2 separate regions of the Cyprinus carpio genome follow, and region 1 is linked to region 2. A link is a contact called in public Hi-C data. All regions are on one chromosome and are shown on one strand. The core of a region is the stretch at or near the end of the contact, and the rest is flanking DNA. Distances in the headings are between cores, read along the strand shown.

Region 1 (3,152 bases), core at 574-3,073, 37 kb after region 2:
TATTTCAGTTATTTGCCATGGTAACATTTCCAACTTCAATATAGTTTAATCTAATATTTATATATTATTTTCAGCTTTATTTCAATTAACAAAAACTATTTTAATAGTTTTGGTTATCAATAACATCATTGGCATCCAATATGACTCACCAATGCCAGTGCAACCCTACAAAATAAACAATCAGCCATATTAAGTTACAACTTGGCATAGTTCATTCAAAAATGTAAATATCATAATTTAGAGTAGGGCTATTTATGGTTATTTTTCCTATGGAATTCAAGTGGATAATTTTTGATACATTTTTATGCATCTTTTTTAATACACCAATTTATAGCAAGCCCCCCTTCCTTAATTTTGTAATTTCCATTATGCATATTTAAACTGGCACACTGCATTTAGCATCAATGTCATTAAACCTTGCATGACTTAAGACTTAATTTTGACTCAACACACAAAGAATACAGCTACAGATCAGCTTTAACAGACTGATATCAAGCAGAAAAGTTGCCAAATTTATGGTGCTTTTATGGTGTTTTCTGGAGCTTGACAGTCACTATGATCAGTTTCACTGCATAGAAAAAAGCTGTGTGAAAATTGCTAAATGAATTATTCTTTTGTGTTCTACAGAAGAAAAAAAATATATAAAAAATGACAGCATATTCACCATCACTTGTAATTACATATGTGCACTGTGCAAAAGAGGAACACATTAACTGATCCTCGGGAATCTAACCATTAAAGCTACTAAATGCTGTATGAGTGCACTGCTTTAGAATGGTAATTACTGAATGTGCACAGCACACTTGAGGGAATCGGTGCATTTGCATAAAATCTGTGGATGCTGTGGCCAGTCACACACTCCTCTCTCTAACACTGCATCTGTACATCCGTTTATGACATCCTCTCATCATCAGCTCTCAAACAGGGGCTGCTCGGGCACGCAGATTGATGACTTTCCCAGCACGATCGATGGCGAGCCTACAAATGTGAACCACTGCGCAAAGAAAACCAGCAGGCACATGCACACAATTATACACGACACGCGCCTAGGTATGCAGCTTGCTGGGTTTTGAGACAACATCAGGTGATGATGCACTTGGGCTTTTTATAGCTTTAAATCTCTCACCTCCAGGTGGGCACATGGGCCTCGTAGTCCCAGTATTCCCTGCTCTTCAAAGTGTTGACATCGGCATACACCCGAGATTTACTACCGGCCACCGGGCCGGGCATGGCGCGCGACGGGGCTCAGGGTGCAGGAGAAATCCAAAACACACAAACACACGGAGGACCACCGATCAGAGGCGGACCAGCCCGGGGGAGGTCTGATGGTACCCGGTTCGGGCGTGAGATCTCTGATATCAGCGGCGTGAACGACGGAGCGCGGTGTCCGGCCTTCTCAGGGGTGTTTATACCGCCTGGAGATCCGAGGGTGGAAATGAACCGTGGATAGTCTGTGAAATGCCCCGGCAGTGCTAAAATCGCACGCAAAGCTGCGAATATGAAGACTAGCTGGTCTATTTTGGATCTGTATGTGAGAAGTTTCGTGAAAAGTTCTTTGGTTTAAAAATAGACTTTGAGTCCTAGGCGGGGGGGTTTGTTTAAATCTAATTACTGTGTGTTAAACCCCCCCACCACCCCAAAGGGGCCTCAAATCCCTTAGATCCAGAGCATAGAGATTGGAGAAGAAAATCCAGGATGTGTTTCCTCTCAGTCTTCAGTCTGTAACTGAGAAGAATATAACTAACCAGCCTCGAAGCTTACGATATTGACTGGTTATAGAGAGAGAGAGAGAGAGAGAGAGAGAGAGAGAGAGAGAGAGAGAGGACTACAGATCGATGTTATGCTCGACCCTCTCGTGAAAAACCGTGTCCCCGTGACGTCGCTTGCGTGAAGTCGATATGCAGTAATCGCGAATCCCGCTTTTAATCCGCTGCAACGGTCCGCTTGTGCTCGGGGTTCGGGTTCTCCGGACCAATCCCCCCGTGCTGCTGCTGCAGGAAAAACGGACTGCAACGGTTTGACCCGGAAGCGCAAGATAGCTTTATCAATTAGCATCGCACGGCCGGAAGTACAAGATGTAGTAGCCACCGGGCACGTCCGTCCGTTGTTATCATAGGTTGTTATGCGCCTACACATGAAAGACTTCCGTTTCCACCGATGAAGGAGGAACAGATAGTGCGCACTGACACAAGTACTGTGAAGAAAATATACATTTTAAGGAATGCATAGCCTAGCTGTGTTTTCCATTGTTTCCATTTCATTCATTTCGGTCATTTCCAAAAAATAGAATTAATTTCATAACACATGCAGTTTTGTAAAAATGGTTTAACTTCGCTTAATAAACGATTTACGTCGGGAAACCCATACATTTGTATGTAAACGACATGAAAATCTAGCATGTAAATTTCCTCATAATTGTGTACAATATTAAATAATAATTCTGATGTTATTTGTTTATTTAGTGAACGTACTGTTTTATTTAAAATACTCAATTCATGAATATGGTGTAACGTCTGGTATAATCTGTCCCTAAATAAAAATTCGTGTTAAAACGTAATTTTTTAATGTTTTATTTTTTTTCATGGAGTATCACAGTAACGAATTGATGTGTTTATTATTTGAATATGAATGATTTAATGGCGAAGCACGCGCGCGCACGATCCGGGATGGCACTGTTCTTAGCAACCATGGCGGAAACGACAGCGGACGGTAAAATCAACACAGATAAAAAACAACTTGTTCAACTTGTGGAGGACTTGAAGTAAGGCACAAAAGTTTAGTTTTTTTTTAATCTCGACTTATTCTTGCTGTCATATTTGCCAAACGATAACATTTGTTCGTTTTAATACATGTAACGTTGACGTTAGTTGGCTGATAACGAGCCTGCAGCGTTTCAGCTGACTCTAAACGTTTTATTTCTTGTTCTCTCAGCAGATATTTTATATTATTTTTTACATTTGAATAACTCATTTTTGTTTTCCTGAATTTAAGGCTCAAATGCAGCGCAACGAGCAGAGATCGATATGTTTGAGCGATATATTAGAGGGCTGGACCTACAGCCTCAGACGGAGAATTATGAAACAGCATCACAGATAGAAATGGCAACGGTACGTATTTCATAAACGATGTGTGTTATATGCGTTTTGAACAAT
Region 2 (3,249 bases), core at 499-2,998:
TATATATATATATGTGTGTGTGTGTGTGTGTGTGTGTTGTGTATATATATATATATATATATATATATATATATATATATATATATGAACTATATAACAAAATGTAAATTATATAAAATTCAAATGTATAAAAAAATTTAATATAATTTCTAAAAACACACACATACACACACATATACACATATAAAGTAACAACTTAATGTATTATTAATCATTTAATATTAAGATTTTAACTAACTTAGTCATAGCAAAATTAACTTAATACTTAATATATTGAATATTTATGACAGTTTAAATAAAATAAAATGAAAAAAAATGTAATATAATTTTTAAATACACACACATATAAAGTAACAATGTAGTAATAACAATTTAATATTAAGAATTTAACAATAATTTTGTCATATAAATATTAACTTCATACTTACACCACTATATATAAAGATATTTTATTTTTAATTATTTATTTTTCCTTAATTAGCAAACCTTTTCCCCCAGGACTACTCATTAATAGTAAATAAGGAAATACGTCTCCAATTTCACACATGCATGAACATATTTAAATACAGTAACAATGTATTATAACATTAAGAATTTACTAATTTTATCAGATCAAAACTAACTTCATACCAACACCCTTATATGTAAAAATGTTTTAAAAATTATTTTTTTTTTCTTTAATTACTAAAACTATTTTCCCCAGAATTCACTACTAAATTACTAGTAAATAAGGAAACACTTCTCCAACTTCACACACACATGCATGTATTTATTACTAGTAGTTGTAACGAATGGCACAGCCCAGTTCTGCAAAGGGGGTCAGTGTTCTCCAAATCATTGACCCCGTCTGTCAAATTCAAGGGGTTTGAACCAAACAATCGACGCTTGTGAAAGACCTGCATGCCTCTGATAGAGATCACAGGACATTCACACACAAAAAGAGAGCTAGAGAAGTATATACATGAGCATTTTTTGTCCTTCATCAGAGAAGCACAAAAGTATTCTCACTTTATCCAGCTTGTGGCATCGTTCAACCACAAGAAAAATGAGATAAAGAGATAAGTCTTAAATGGTAATCACCATACCAGAGAGACAGAGCAACAGAAAGTCACCTGCTCTGTTAGTGTTTCACTGTCGGTTTCGAGCGAGAAGAGGAATGGCTGCTTGCGGTTTCCTGTCATATGAACTAAAGCTTCACTTTCAGATGTCAAGCTAACAAATGTGATTAAATGTCTGCTCTGGGTAAAAGCAAGTTCAGCTCAATCACCAGCATCTGTGGCATGTTGTTGATTACCACAGAAAGTCCTTATGAAATTATGAATGTGTAAAACTATGTTTTTGTAATGTCTTAAGGAAGTAATATATATTTAGATTAGTATAGCGTCATGCCCATCACACATCGATCAGATGCGTTTCCCACGAGCTATTCACACAGGACACGTAGCACTACGGTGGAAAATATTAACTAAGCTAAAACTAGATAGATCTCACTAATCAACTATTTAACCTTATTTGTGTAAAAAAACATGCACAGAAATGCACTTACAGTGAAAGTCATTTTGTAAACATCTTTTATGTTTGTTTTGAGAGAAAGGTCATTTTCGGTGATTGTAGCTTGTATTTCAATCAGGAATATGCTTGCACTTTGGCATACCGTTTCTTCATCGACTTTGCTGCACTTATTGATGGCCGAGGTTTCTTCTTCTTCTTCTGTGGTGCTTTCTGGGATCTTCTTCCTCTGTCTCAGAGTCTAGAACAGAAGAATAGGAACAGTTCAGAAAAGCTTGATGCTCATGATCATGTTTGATGAGGTGAGATTCATCCCTGCTGCATTTGTGTTGGCATTTTGTTTGTGGTACTGTATATGTGATTCGTGGCCTGATATGAGATATGAACCTGCCTGACAACATAAGGAAATACCGAGCTGAAGCAAGTAGCTTCTGACTGGTCATGTGACTCAATGTGTCAGCCACCATGAGGCGACCTGCTTTGTGTAAAATGAAACTTTTAGTAGGCTACTAATATGACTTTTATAGTCATTTGTTTTTTTAACAAGTATTTTTCATTTCTTAAAAAGGGTAAAAATGCTTAATTTTTTTTTTTTTTTTTTTAATTCTGAAAAATTATTATAATAAGCCCAGGGGGCATTGCAGACCAGCACATTAACTATTATTAACATAAGCATTTTAGTTAGGAAAAAGTCACTGTATAGAATTTTAATGTTAATAATATGTAATAAAACTACTCTTATTTACTTTCATCTTTATTACTGATATTTTACTTGAATAACTATTTGAAAAGCAATCTTTACACAACTGAGAAATACTGAAATTCAAGTCATTTTTAATTTAATTTGTCTATAAATATCAATGATTAATTTGTGTCCTCAGTTTAAAAGTATATTAGTTACGGCATTCTGAAATATTTCTGGTAAAAGTTGAAAAATTATATAGTAATAGTCGGACCTGCTGTTGTTCAGAAATCCAAAATCAATAAAATAAATACTAACAAAAACAAAACACTAAATACTTTCAATAAAATAAAAGCAGAGAATAAGGTACTACTAGAATAAGGCATTCGTCAAGTCCCTTGGGAATCAGATCTGCTGTTGTTCAGAAAACCAAAAATATCAGTGACGGTAAGATTCAAATCTAACAGTAAAAATTACAACAATATGGCGCAGATAACTGTGATTATAAATATGACAAATAAGTTTTTCACGTCATAGATAAAACATACACCTACCCTCATCATCATCATACCACCAAAGTACACAACGCCTTATTCACATGATACACACATCACAGCACACATTACGTCATGGACCTCATCCCACAAGATGGAAGAGCTTCTCGTTTCTCCATAGGGTCACACACACACACACACACACACTCAAACACACCCTTCACAGATGGCTAGTTTGGCGGGATGGGTGAAATATTAATCAGGTCTCGCATCGCACCATACCATTTAAACGTTAAAGAGGTGATTAACCCTGCCCCCCTTCACAGCATTTTGGCATTCACCTGCACCAGCGAGTGGCCCACACACACACACACCTCCATGCAACCTAACACCTAAGCCACACCATACACTCGCCATAGAATTATAGTTATAGACATTGACGGCTGTACTGCGATTATATAAAAATTCACTCTGCTTAATTATTCTTATGAAGACCATCAATGAATGGGAAAATTGCTTGTGTTTCATTAAGGTGGCCTTTTTTGTGCAGAAAATGCAGGGTGG

Evidence for each region. A called contact is a pair of places that touch in the nucleus more often than the background predicts.
Region 1: a contact with region 2 is called in a Hi-C map of liver, with 6 times the contacts expected there. The contact joins the promoter of LOC109062417 here to the enhancer-like site in region 2. A contact is called at or near these places in 2 of 8 Hi-C or Micro-C datasets (both in liver).

The regions. Positions count from the first base shown.
Region 1 is chrB25:10,269,360-10,272,511 of ASM1834038v1, forward strand. LOC109062417 (coiled-coil domain-containing protein 113-like) reads left to right here and starts at 1,824. Exons shown (of 9, transcript XM_042752675.1): 1 at 1,824-2,191; 2 at 2,646-2,760; 3 at 2,989-3,107. The coding sequence starts at 2,667. LOC109110327 (casein kinase II subunit alpha'-like) reads right to left here. Exons shown (of 13, transcript XM_042752676.1): 2 at 1,127-1,825. The coding sequence starts at 1,230.
Region 2 is chrB25:10,232,548-10,235,796 of ASM1834038v1, forward strand. LOC109051125 (fatty acid 2-hydroxylase-like) reads right to left here. Exons shown (of 7, transcript XM_042752728.1): 2 at 1,655-1,750. Among protein-coding and RNA genes, the nearest start is that of LOC109087124, 8.6 kb to the left of the region's middle. Within about 2 kb of position 1,749, at least 2 of the 8 cell types and tissues checked have an H3K27ac peak or open chromatin away from gene starts, as enhancers often do. A contact at or near this core is called in liver, where this site is marked.